2 separate regions of the Sus scrofa genome follow, and region 1 is linked to region 2. A link is a contact called in public Hi-C data. All regions are on one chromosome and are shown on one strand. Each heading gives the region's core, a stretch centred on a gene start, on an enhancer-like site or on the middle of the called end of the contact. The rest is flanking DNA. Distances are from core to core; before and after follow the strand shown. Region 1 holds the start of CSPG5 (chondroitin sulfate proteoglycan 5). Region 2 holds the start of ELP6 (elongator complex protein 6).

Region 1 (6,515 bases), core at 3,827-6,326, 62 kb after region 2:
GACAAGCACAAAGACAGATGTATATTCTCCTCCTATCTCTGCAGCCCCCAAAGTGCTGCCCCTAAAGCTTCCTGTCCTATTACCATGAGAACTGTCATGAAAGCATAGTGAGAATCAACCCTCTGGGTGGGTTTCTGTCCTTTTGTTGAGTGACTTTCTCCTGCCCTTGGGGACATTCCCAGGCTCCAACTCTTCCAATGACATTGCTGTTTCCATGGGAACCGGGCTGCTTCAAAGAGGAAAGATGTGGAAGGATACAGAGGCAGGCAAAGGAGGGAGGACATGAACCTCAGGGTGAATGACAGACAAGAGAAAGGGGTCTAGAAACAGGGAAATGATGCATGGGAGAATTACTACACCACACCTAGAACAGGGCAGGGAGATGTGGCTAGCAGGGAATTTTCTCTTTTCCAACTGCCCCTCTGCAGTCATGGGAGGCAATCTTTTGGAGGATGGCAGGGAAAGAAGACCCCTCTAACCAACCACTCTAGAGAAGTTCCGTATAGCTCTGCTCATTTCCCTGCAGTGGTCGGGGTGACAGAGACAAAGGCATGCTGCAGTCTGCAACCAAGGGCTCGGCAGCCTCCTGTGAGTGGAATGCAAAACAGTTTCCAAGCCAGGGCCAGCCCTGAGTGTACCCGCCAAGGAGGAATCTCCGCTAGTGAAGCCCAGTGTGATCCTGGGATGGAAGCTGTACCAGGGGAGCTGGAATGGGCTTGTGGAGAAGCCTTCCTGAGGCAGGCCCCACTGGAGGATCTATGGGCAGCATAGCAATGCTCTTAGTGAGGACACATTTACTCTTTCACTTGGGAATCCCCTGAGGGCTCCAGGACATTCTGGGAACTGGTTTAGCTCTCCAGAGGCAGCAAGGGCTCTAAATCTCACACTCCGATGGGCAGACTACTTTGAAGGTGAAAACTCAGGCCTCCAACAGGATGAAAGATAATGATTTTGCACAGAGATTCCATAGCTCTCAAGCTAAAATCTTAACTGTTGTTCCCCTTCAACTAGAATCTGAGGAGCAAAATCACAGGGTTTCCCCATATTTCTGGTATCTTTTAACCAAGCAGCAAGGTCTTATCATTGTAATTTCTTTCTTTCCTTTTTTTTTTTGGCTTTTTAGGGCCCACACCTGCGGCATATGGAGGTTCCCAGGCTAGGGGGTCAAATCAGAGCTATAGCTGCTGGCCTACTGGTGTACACAGCTCATGGCAACACCAGATTCTTAACCCACTGAGCAAGGCCAGGGATCGAACCTGTGTCCTCATGGATGCTAGTCAGATTTGTTTCTGCTGAGCCACAGCAGGAACTCTGTCTTTCTTTCTTTTTCTATTTTTCGCTTATTAGGGCTGCACCCAGGGCATATGGAAGTTCCCAGGCTAGAGGGCGAACTGGAGCCACAGCTGCCGGCCTTCGTCAACAGCCACAGCAAAGCAGGATCCAAGCCATGTCTGTGACCTACACCACAGTTCATGGCATCGCCAGATTCCCAACACACTGAGCGAGGCCAGGGATCAAATCCACATCCTCATGGATACTAGTCGGATTCATTTCTGCTATGCCACGACGGGAACTCCATCATAATTTCTTGATTACAGTTCTTCTTTTTGGCAATGGGTGGACAACTCCAATCAGAACTGTGTGGACACACAGACACATCCTGTAAAAGTGACTCTAGGAGTTCCTGCTGTGGTGCAACAGGATCAGCGGTGCCGCTGGAGCGCCAGAATGTGAATTTGACCCCTGGGCCAGGGCAGTGGATTAAGGGATCCAGAGTTGCTGCAGCTGTGGCATGGGTGGCAGCTGTGGCTGGTATCTGATCCCTGGCCTATGATACATGTGCCGCGGGGTAGCCAAAAAAAAAAAAGAAAAAGAAAAAGAGTCATGGTCTTTTACATGGTCTAATCTCATGGTCATTTACAGGAAATAACTTTACAGTAAGGAACTGAAACCCAAACTTTAATGCCAAAGGCACAGCATTCACACTCTGTGTGTTATTCTTCTATCAGATCATTAAGATTTACCAAATTTGAATACTTCACATACCTCCACCCCCCCCAAAAAAAAAACCCATGAAAAAGAAACTCAGGGAATGACACTTTAAAAAGACACCCAAATTACAGAAATGCTCCTTCTAGGACTAATGGAAACAAGTCCTGGAGGAATCTGAGAGCTCCACACCACTTCTAGGACCTGTAAAGGATGGGAGAAAAGCAAACCACCCACATCACCTTCACCCCTGACTTCTTGCTGAATAAGCCAGTGAGCTCTCCAGCAGGTTAAGTACCTCACCATGAGGGCAGGTAATTACTGATGAGGCATGAGATGGTGGCTGCAGATAATGTCCTTATTCTTACCGGAAACTCTCTGGGTTTTTGAAACATGCTGGGCTTGGTATCCCCAGGAAGACAACAATCAGTTTTAGGGGGAAAAGCTACTACCCAAAGTTGAGAAAACCTACCACATCTGCTTTGCCATGAAAACACTCTGCTTGACTTGACCTGTTTGAGTGGCTGCTCTCTGGGTCTGCTCCCAATGTGAAGGGCCTCACTCTGACTTCATGTGACAGTCTGCACATGTGCCCCACAGGGACACAGGACCCTCCTCCTGCCACACACATGGCACAGAGGGAGTGGTCAGTAGTTATCTTTCCTCGCAGTATGTTTAAGGGCCTACTCCTTCTGCTAGTATAGCCAGAATTTGCCAAGAACTCATTCCCAACCCAGCAAAGATCTCTTCCAAACTCCTTAGTGGGCTCCCTTCATCTTCCCTTTACAGTTCACTGGTTTGGTAAACTTAGTCCTTGCAACACTTAGAGGAAATACATAACCTTATTTCTGAGGTGACAGGAAGTATATTTAAGACGTAATTCTATAGATTTACTGTGACCACCTCTTGACCTGGGACTCCTGTGAACTAATAACCTCTGGGAAGCTGTGTCTGTCACATCCTCTTTTCTACCTCCCGTGCACTTTTCAGGAGTTCTCTGACAAGCCCTTGGACATCTGCCACTATGCCCTTACCTGCAGAAAGCCCCTATGTTCTCCACCAGGTAGCACTGGCCGCCATTGTGACAGTAACTTGGAAAGAGGTCACACACTGACCGGCAGGAACCGTTATGTCGCACAAAGCCATTGCGGCACTCAGTGCCATTCTCGCTTGGGGTCAGATCCCTGCCTGGCTCTCCTGGGCGGGGCCTGAGGGCAATACTGCTGCCAGGGACTATCCCCAGAGTATGCTGTGGAGGGACAGCATGCCACCGACTGGTGGGCTGGCCTGTCCCAGGCCCCAGACCAGGCTTCCCTGTGGGCATAAGAAGGTCATTTTCATCTTCCAGGTCTCCACCTCCTGCTGCATCCTTGTCATCCTCCTCTTCTTCCTCCTCTTCATCCAAGTCATCATAGAAGGATGTGGTAGGGTAGAAATCAGATTCATCAAAGGGAGTGAAGTCATCGTATAAGTCAAGAAGGCTCCAGGAAGGGGTCTCTCCTCCAGGATCAGGGTGGTGCTCTGAGGCACCTGGCGACCCAGGGAAGCTACCCAGGTCTGCACCACGGCCCTCACCATCCAATCCTTCAAAGTAGTCGATGTCAATTATGTCTGACGCTGGGTGGGGCTCCAGTGTGCCCTGAAAGGGGTACGTGGGCTCTGGCCCATGAGGGTCAGGGGTGCTGCCTCCCAGGTTCAGCCAAACCTCCAAGGGGCTCTCCTTGGGTACCTCAGGGCCTGGGTTCAGCTTGTCGCCAGGGGTGGAGGAGGGTGGTTCGCTGGCCTCTGTAGCCTCAGGGGTGGCGGTGGATGGCAACTGCCCAAGAGCCTCATCAGGAGTCGGGAGCGTGGCTGGAAGTGCCTGGGTGTCTCCACTGCCTGCCTCTGCAGTCACTCCACTCAAGCCTGGGGTGTCAGTCTCCAGCCAGGCTGTTCCTGTCACGGCAGCCGACGCCTCCAGCGCCTCCTCTGGCCCAATTCCAGGGCTCACCACGTCGTGCTCGCCATGGGGCACAGTCCGCGAGGTCTCATCTTCTCCAGCTGCTGGTGGGCCGTCTTTCTCCCCGGTGTAGTTACCACGAGGCTCCCACGTCAGAACGCTCTTCACCTGCTCCTCTGCCTCGACGACGCTGCGGGCCTCGCGCACTGTGGGAGGGAGGGACACGCGGGGCGTCAGGGCAGCACTCGTGGTAGGGCCCTGGGCCACGTCCCGCCCCTGCAGCCGCTGCTGCTTTCTCAGACCTCCATCAACCCTAAGCCTCAGAAGCAAGCTTTCCCAGGGCCACGCCCCATATTTAAGCCCCGCCCCCAGCCCGTTCCAGAGGCCAGGGAACTTACCCGGCCAACCGTTTCCCCGCTCAGGCCCCGCCCCCGACACCACCCACAATTTAACGAGGGGGTCCCCAACTCCAACCCCAGGCGTGAGTCTTACCTTCCAAGCTCCATTCCGCCTTCAGGCTCCGCCCACAAGTCTCACCCTTAGGGCCCCGCCCCATCCAATCCCCGCCCCGAACTCGCACCCTCCAGCTCCACATCACCTCCAGGTCCCGCCCCGAAGTCTCACCCTCGCGCCCCGCCTACCAGGCCCCCTTCCCAGCCAACAGCTCGGTCTGCACACCCAGGTCGAGGTCGGCCCCAGTACTCAGTCTCCCCAAATACCCCATCTCTTTGGGCCCTCCTTCCCCCGCTCGCGCTGCAGGCAAGGCGCTGCCCCGCCCCCTTGCCACAGCTCACGGACTCCGCCTGTACCCGAAGCTAGTGGGACCCTGGCCTAGGGTGGGGCGCGAGAGCCGCTGGGGTCCCAGTCGCTGTCGGTACCTACCTGGCACCGCCCCCGAGGCGAGAACCAGCGTCGCCCCCAAAAGCAGCAGCAGCGGCGGCGGCCCCCGCCCCGGGCCCCCGCCCTCGGCTTGGCCCATGGCGCGGCGCCCCGACCGCTGACAGCGGTCTGCCTGTCTGGCTGCGCCCTCGGCTTGCCGGCCGCCGCGCCTCCCACCCGTGCTGCGGCCGTCTCAGCCCCCGATGGACAGCGCAAGAAGCCGCATGCCGCCGCCGCCACCGCCGTCCGCCGCTGTCCCCGGCGCGCCGCGCCTCCCCGCCTCCCGCGCCGCCGCTGCCGCGCTCAGCGCCGCCCCCACCCCGCCCGCCGCGCCCGCCCCGCCGCACGTAGCTCTGACGCCGGCCCTGCTCAGTCCGCCTGCCCAGGGGGACAGACAGACCCCCGGCTCTGGACGCGGAGACAAATGGACGTGGAGTAGAGCGGGGGAAGGCGCACAGAGCTGCGCATGGCGTTAGCCGACAGGTGCACTAGCTGGAGACCTGCGGGGCGGGGCCGCGGTCCCGCCCCTCCCGGTAGAGGGCTGGCAAGGCCCCCCACCCGCGAGGAACCCACCCGCCTCGAGGCGAGCATAGAGGCGGGGGCCCAGACACCCGCAGGCTCTAGGCGGGGCTCAGAAGGGCCGCAGGGGGCGGAAGCCCGAGCCCGCACTGTGGCAGTGAGCCGAACCAGGGGCGCACGAAGGTCTCTAGGAGGTCTCCGAGTCCTCATGAAGGCGGGGCGGGCTCTGCCAGCGCCAGGCAAGGGAGCGAAGTGGACCTCCCAGACTCTAATCGGATCAAACCTAATCTGTCTGCAGCCAAAGCCCCAGACCTCGAACAGGCAGGCCAGCAGGAACGCATCCTGGGGGCAGGGGTCAAGACCTTGCTTGAACCGCGGCTACCCTGCCTTCCTTCTCTCCTTCTCGAGGTAGCCTGAGGAGCGGCGGCCTTTAATCCCGGTTCCTTTCTCTCTCCTCTGGATACATTGCCCCCCACCCCCCATGTATCCCGGGTCACCAAATCTCAAGTTGCTGGGTAATCCCAAGCGGCCTACTTTGCAGCGTAGGGACTTGGGGACATCAGACTAGGCGTTAAAGTCTGTGGGCCCTGCTCAAACCTCACTGTGTGGTCTGAAACTACTCATCCCTCGCTACCTACCCACCTAAGTGACCCTCTGCCTCTTGATCTATTAACCCAAATGATGATATTCAAGGTCACTGCCTGAGATGTGGCAACTGTGATATTTGAGAGACGCTGCCATTTCTGTCACTCGGGAGCCACATATGTGACCAAGAACGATATTCTATCTCCTAATCTCTCTAGTACATGTCTCTGGATTGGGTTGTTTAGGTTCTAAGTCAATTTCTCTCACTAGAACTAGACGTTTGCTCATCCTGGCCATTCTCTCTCCTCCGGGACTGCCTGAGAAACTCAACCCAGAGAGCTCAGTTCCCATCACCCTCCTTTCCCTGAAGCCGTCTGAGCATGACCCAAGTAGTTAGACACTTATGCCCTGATCTCATTGTCTGTCTATAGTAATTTCCCACTGGACTGCAAGACTCCCGAGTTTGCAGCACCAGGCACTGAGGGAGGCTCCCCAAAGTGGGAAGGAGGCAACCATCTCACTCCCACCTTGGAACCATGGGTCTGGAGCTTCCTGCAAAGGGGTTGACTTGCTGAAGCTCTTTCCATGGCTTGACATTGCCTCT
Region 2 (7,236 bases), core at 2,607-5,106:
TCCTAGTCAGGCTCGTTAACCACTGTGCCACAATGGGAACTCCCTGGAATACAATTTATTTTTTAAACTGGACTTATATCCAAGAGGATAAAAGGGGAGCACAAAGGAGCACTAGCTACATTCTGACATAATTAATTCTAATAATTTATCTGCAGACTCTCATATTTTTATAAGCTATTAGTAACATTATCTGGAAAGGAAAATAACTTTTAAAGCTGTAAATTATTACAACTATAGTGCCAAAGGTCCACCCTATATCCTGGCCTGGCTCAGTGGGGGCTCAAGGAGAATCTATAAGTCTTTTTCTCATTTGGCTGTTTTCTTCTTCTAATTGATTTCCATGTGTGAATTGTAGTGCCCATGCTGTTTTCTTCCCTGTATTCTTTAAGAAATATCTACTGCCTGAGACATAGTGTTAATGAGTGGAGTGCCTAGAGTCTTCAAAATACTCAAGGACTGAAGCTCTCTTGTCGTGCAGAAGGTCAAGGATCCGGCATTGTCACTGCAATGGAACTTTCATGTGCTGCAAGTACGCCAAAAAAGAACCCAAAAAACAAAAACACAAGGACTACGGAGCAACTAATCAGGGCACCACACAAGGACCTCAGGGAGGTAGTGCCTATGCAGTGGCTGGAGAAGCAGAAGGCAGGACCTGGACACAGTGAGCACAAGTCGCCCTCTGGCAGAGTTAGGGAAAGAACAAAATGGCCCAGTAATGAGTTACCTACTAAACAGCCATCTGGCTAGCTACCTAAACACCAAAGCCTTGGCTAGTTAATACTATTCCTATTCCTTCCTAAAACAGGCTTTTTTTTTTCTTTTGCCTTGTTTTTTTTTTTTTCCCCTCCAGCATCAAGGAGTCCCATACCTTTGAGGTAGAAGGAGAGAAAGTGATGCACAAGGAAACTGCCATCAGTCTTGACATCACAGAGTAGAGTCAGTTTCCCCTAAAAGTTAAGAACACAAAAAAGATGAATTAGACTCCCTGGAAGGAGGTCAGCTGAGTGTTGAAATCGAGTTGATTGTGTTCACCCCTAAATTTCCACACCTGGAGACTGTGTGTCTGTGCGTGTGTATTTAACCAGAAAAAAAAAAAAAAAAATCAGTCAAGGAGTTCCCATGATGGCTCAGCAGTAATGAACCCGACTAGTTCCATGAGAACTCAGGTTCGATCCTTGGCCTTACTCAGTGGGTTAAGGATCTGGCATTGCCATGAGCTGTGGTGTAGGTCACAGACACGGCTCAGATCCCGCACTGCTCCAACTGGACCCTTAGCTTGGGAACCTCCATATGCCACAGGTGCAGTCCTAAAAAAAAGGAAAAAAAAATCAGTAAAAATTATGGAAAAACCAAAAATTAAAGTGATCACTCATTATGGACAAGCATATCTCAGCCTTCATGTTTCCCAAGGCAATAAAGAATAAAATCCTTTCTTGTCTTCACTCCTGACCAGACTTGGGGAAATGAGATCCTGAACAAAGGCTGTTACCATCAGAAACTAATAAAGGAGTTCCCGTCGTGGCACAGTGGTTAACGAATCCGACTAGGAACCATGAGGTTGCGGGTTCAGTCCCTGCCCTTGCTCAGTGGGTTAACGATCCAACGTTGCCATGAGCTGCAGTGTAGGTTGCAGATTCAGCTTGGATCCAGCATTGCTGTGGCTTTGGCGTAGGCCAGGCTGGCAGCTACAGCCCCGATTTGACCCCTACCCTGGGAACCTCCACATGCCGCGGGAGTGGCCCAAAAAATAGCAAAATGACCAAAAAAAAAAAAAAGAAAAGAAAAGAAACTAATAAAAATCACTGGCTGCCAAGACTGGAAGGGACCCTCGAAGAGATCATCTGATACAGTTTCCTCCTTATCTCTAGTCCTGATTCCAATTCTGTCCCATAGGTAGAGGAAAGGGAAGAAGTAGTTGTTGATAGGGATCTCCAGTTACAAAGCTCTCCTTCTAAAGCCCTGGAAACTGCTTCAGGCAGAGCTCTGAACATGGAGAGCCCTGGAAAGACCTCCAAAGATGGTCTCTGCAATGACTGGCTGCCCTGCTCATCTCTAGTTCCTTGTCAATGACAGGGAAGGTCATCACTGTGCTGTTGTGCCTGTTTTTCATTTATAAAATATGAAAGATCACAATATCAGCCTTTGCGAGCTACCCTCAGCGCTGTCATTTCCTGGTGCTCACTTGTATTCTCCATTCCTTCACTGTGGCCCTGAGCTTGGACTTTGGAGGTGCTAGTAGTAACTGGCAAGGTAACCAACACCATCTGGAGGCTTGGGCAGACAAGAACCGCGGGGCAATTAAAATGCATAAGGATCTACTGAAAACTATTTGCTTGGCGCTATTAAGTCATAAAAAGGCTTTACACCCTCGGTGTCTTGGCTGCCGGAGGAGCTTACCATTTCATTAGGAAAACAATAGTTGTGAAATAAACCAAATATGTTCCTAGGAGAGGTAACACTTGGACTAAAATGTAAAAATTTTAGAGATGGCCTAGAGCGCGGGAAAGAGGGTGTTGAAGCTGTGGTGCTAAAGGTGGGCTGAGAGCTGCTTGAAAGAGCACAATTAGAGACCATAAGGAGGAAGAAGCGCAGCAGCGTTCAGTGCGACCCGCCAAGCGCTCCCGGGCCAGAGGAAGGCTCAGGACGGTTAAGAAGCGGGTCCCATGAGAAGGGTAGAGGGTGGAACTCTCCTCTCCTCTCGGGCAAGCACTTTTGGGCGCCAGGACGCCCACCTTATTGAACATGCATAGAGCTCGCTGGTACACGTTTGTGAAGTTAAGCCAATCCAAAGGTTGGATATGCTTCCTGTGAACCTCAAGGGCACACACGGCCTTTGAGAAGGCGCAATAAGGTCGAGATGCCCACGTTCCGCAAGCCCAAGAGTCCTGTCCAGTCCCCCAGTGGGCCCTCCGCGGACTACAATTCCCAGGCACCCCCGCACCTCCGGACCAACGTGTAATTTCCCACAGGTCAGAGTGCGCTTCATCCGGGTACGCCGTCTTCCGCCATGCTCCCGGGACCCGCCCATTTCCTGACGACCTTTACCTGCTCCACCTTGTCAGGACTGGTGTTGAGAAGGTTACTGAGTTCCGAGAACATTCTCAGCTCTGCGAAGGAGCGCCCTGGACGAAGAGATGGGGCTGCGGCAGAGACGGCTGAAGCTGGAGAGCGACACCCACCACTCAGGCCCGTGCGGCAGGAGCGCGCATGCGCAAAGCCTCTTCTAAGATCCCGCCGCAGCCAATAAAGCGAGCGCCCGGACCGGGCCGCTGCCTGCGCAGGCGCCGCGACGCGCATCCGGAGCCAGGGGCCAGGGGCCGGGCGCCAGGCGCCTTGGACAGTGGTTCCTTTGCAGGCCCTTCGTAGGGGCTCCCCAAGGTACCAGGCGACTGGGCCTCTTCCTCCTTCCCTTGGCTGCGCTCTCTCCCCAGCCCAGGACCTCCGGACTGTATAGCCTGTCGAGCTCCTGTAGTGTGTGCCACATTTCTAGAAGCTTGGCTACATCGCCTAACCAGAGGAGGGAAGATGCCCGCCCTCGTGAAAAACAAAAGACAAACATAATCAACACGGAATGGGCACAACATTGTAAATCAACTATACTTTTTGTTTTTAATTAAAAAATAAACGTGAAATGATACATTGAAAAGTTCTATGGAAAAAAGAAAAAGCATACAAGGAAGTAACAATGGGGTATGGGTAGGTTTCAGAATTAAAGGTGTTGTCAGGGTAGGGTCACTGACCAGATATGATTGGAACACGCCCTGTATGCTCCTCCTCGGGGCTTTCGCCCTGTTTCCCCCTCGTGGAATGTTCTTTTCCCAGATAATAAGCCGTTCAAAAAACCCCCGCGTTTTTTACGTCTTTACTCAGCTATCACCTTGACAGACCTTCCCTGAGCATCCTATTTAAATTGCAAACTGTCCCTTTCCCAGCACTTCTTATCCTTTTCACCTGCTGTTATTTTTTCTGTAGCTTTTATATGTATAGTTTTTGTTCTAGCCCAAGCAACCTCAGATCCCCAGAGACAAATCTGTAATTCGACAAAATTAAGTTTATTTACTCATTGTAGTGAGGGAGATAGCACACAAGCAGAGAGCCAGGAACCTGTCACCAAGCAAAGGAGAGAGTTGTATGACGATGTGGGGTTCAAAGGGAATTTAAATGAAGCACAGCTGCATGTACACGAGTCAAAATCTGGCTGGGACTGCAAAGCAGACCAGGGTCTCCATGGAAACTACAAGATTAGGATAGATTTGGAATGCAGTCATGATCTAAAGCTCTGCACCTGGGCTGGAAACTGAGGCTGCCTCTGTGTCAAAATCACTTAGATCCTCTAGCCAAGGGTGGGATGTTTCATGATTACTGCTGTGTGAAAAAGAAGGCAGGCCGTGTTATCCAGGAGCTACTTTGACACAGCTAGGTCTCAGTGTTTCCCTGTTGAGCATAAACAATTTCACAAAACATCAACATCAATTGATTATGATGGATGAAGACAAAACTAGACCGCTCCATCACTGTGATGAACACGAAACATGAACATTGTCTAAGCCACAAACAAAACATTCCCTCTCCCAGCTAATAAGAGTGCTGCTTGGAGTTCCTGTCGTGGCTCAGTGGTTAATGAATCTGACTAGAAACCATGAGGTTGCAGGTTTGATCCCTAGCCTCGCTCAGTGGGTTAAGGATCCGGCGATGCCGTGAGCTGTGGTATAGGTTGCAGATGCTGCTTAGATCCCGAGTTGCTGTGGCTGTGGTGCAGGCCGGTGGCAACTGCTGCTTCTCGGAGGTCCTGTCATGGCAGGGTGGAAACGAATCCAACTAGGAACTGTGAGGTTGTTTCGTCGCAGACTTGGCTCAGATCTGGAGTTACTGTTGCTGTGGTGTAGGCTGGCGGCTGTATTTCTGATGAGACCCTTAGCCTGGGAACCTCCATGTGCTGCAGTTGAGACCCTAAAAAGACCAAAAAAAAAAAAAAAAAAGAAAAAAGTGCTGCCTCTCTACCACTGACATAGCCTCATTCTAGTTGGCCCTCCATATATAAGATTTATTAAGATACATAATCATAGAATTAACATCTATTACTCAGCCACAAAAAAGAATGAAATAATGCCATTTGCAGTGACGTGGATGGACCTAGAGATTATCATACTGAGTGAAGTAAGTGAGACAGAGAGACAACATCACATGATATCACTGATGTGTGGCATCTTTAAAAATGATACATATAGGAGTTCCCGCTGTGGTGATGTGGGTTAAGGATCCAGTGTTGCTGAAGCTGTGGCATAGGTCAAAACTGGGGCTTTAATTTGGTCCCTGGCCTGGGAACTTCCATATGCCTCAGGTGGGGCCAAAAAAAAAAAAGATACAAATGAACTTATTTACAAAACAAATAGACTCACAGACATAGAAAACAAATTTATAGTTACCAAAGGGAAAGAGGGGGAGGAATAAATTAGGAGTCAGGGATTAAGATGTACATTACTGTATATAAAATAGATAATCGTCAAGGACCTACTTACTATATAGCACACTGTATTCAATATCTTGTAATAACCTATATTCAAGATTTTCTGGAGTTCCTGTTGTGGCTCAGCAGTAACAAACCCAACTAGTATCCATGAGGATCAGGATACTAGTTTGATCCCTGGCCTCACTCAGTGAGTTAAGGATCCAGTGTTGCCATGAACTGCAGTGTAGATCACAGCTGCGGCCTGGATCTGGCGTTTCTGTGGCCATGGCTAGGCCAGGAGGTGTAGCTCTGATTCAGCTTCAGCAGGGAACTTCCATATGGCCCTTAAAAAAATTTTTTTTCTCCAGAAGTTGTGAAGTTTTTCTTTCACATTTGTCTTTAATCATCTGTAATTGATTTCTGTATTTTCTGTGAAGTAAGGGATACAGATCACTTTTAGAAGTAGCATATTTTGGAGTTCCCGTCATGGCTCAGTGTTTAACGAATCCCACTAGGAACCATGAGGTTGCGGGTTCGGTCCCTGCCCTTGCTCAGTGGGTTAAGGATCCGGCGTTGCCGTGAGCTGTGGTGTAGGTCACAGACGCGGCTCGGATCCCGTGTTGCTGTGGCTCTGGCATAGGCCGGCGACTATAGCTCGGATTAGACCCCTAGCCTGGGAACCTCCATATGCCGCAGGAGCAGCCCAAGAAATGGCAAAAAAGACAAAAAAGAAAAAAGAAAAAAGTAGCTTATTTTGTTTAACCTTGCTATAATTTAATCAATATTGTCTTGAATTTTTAGATAAAGTTAGAGAAGAATAGGTATCTTTTTCATTTAATATATTGCCTCTTCCTGTATCCATTTTCCTTTCAGTATTGATGGGTTAGTTATAGGTTTTTCCTATTACAATGAAGACCCTCGTGAATATGCTCAACCACATTTCTTTCTTTTCTTTTCTTTTCTTTTTTATTTATTTATTTATTTTTTTTTTGGTCTTTTCTAGGGCCGAACCCACGGCATATGGAGGTTCCCAGGCTAGGGGTTCAATTGGAGCTGTAGCCACCGGCCTACGCCACAGCCACAGCAACTCGGGATCCGAGCCTCGTCTGTGACCTACACCACAGCCCACGGCAATACCGGATCCTTAACCCACTGAGCGAGGCCAGGGATTGAACCTGCAACCTCATGGTTCCAAGTCAAATTCGTTAACCACTGAGCCACGATGGGAACTCCTCAACCACACTTCTTGGTACAAATGTACAAGTTTCCCTGGGGTATGTAGGGCATGTAGGGTAAATTTACCATGAAGCTAATAAAGCTCATTTTATTCATAATGTTGTATTCCTTTTCTAAAAGAGAATTCCTCTCCCCCAGTGAATAAGCCTCAGGTCTCCAAATACCTGTATTTGCCCCCAGTCATAGTTTATGCATGTACTAGACCAATGTAAATATGGAAAATTCCAACAGATTTCTTGCAGGAAATTGGGTCAAAGGGTATTGGAAGGACTGAAAGAACAAAAAGAAGAAGGGGGTTTTACATAGCAGTTAAGAAGTTGGTAATGGCCCCTGGGCTATAGTGCCCTCCTCTGTATGGAAGGGGCAGGAAGCCTGACAACTCCACTTTCCAGACTGCTTTGCCAGCTGGTTGCCACTTATATTCAGCCAGGGACACACTGGCAGTGGACTGGAAGACAAGAAGAAGAAAGAAGCCATTTTTCCTGCTGCTGCGACCTCTTTGGGCAGCATTGGCAGCATTGGCAGCATTGGCAGCTGACTGTGGGCTGTGG

Evidence for each region. A called contact is a pair of places that touch in the nucleus more often than the background predicts.
Region 1: a contact with region 2 is called in a Hi-C map of undifferentiated spermatogonia, with 1.7 times the contacts expected there. The contact joins the promoter of CSPG5 here to the promoter of ELP6 in region 2. A contact is called at or near these places in 4 of 47 Hi-C or Micro-C datasets (embryonic fibroblasts, epiblast stem cells, skeletal muscle and 1 more) and 1 of 2 datasets of contacts at active chromatin or transcription factors (skeletal muscle).

Annotation. Positions count from the first base shown.
Region 1 is chr13:30,399,105-30,405,619 of Sscrofa11.1, forward strand. CSPG5 (chondroitin sulfate proteoglycan 5) reads right to left here and starts at 5,077. Exons shown (of 4, transcript XM_021068733.1): 1 at 4,811-5,077; 2 at 3,024-4,134. The coding sequence starts at 4,907.
Region 2 is chr13:30,338,096-30,345,331 of Sscrofa11.1, forward strand. ELP6 (elongator complex protein 6) reads right to left here and starts at 3,857. Exons shown (of 7, transcript XM_003358419.4): 1 at 3,046-3,857; 2 at 869-947. The coding sequence starts at 3,297.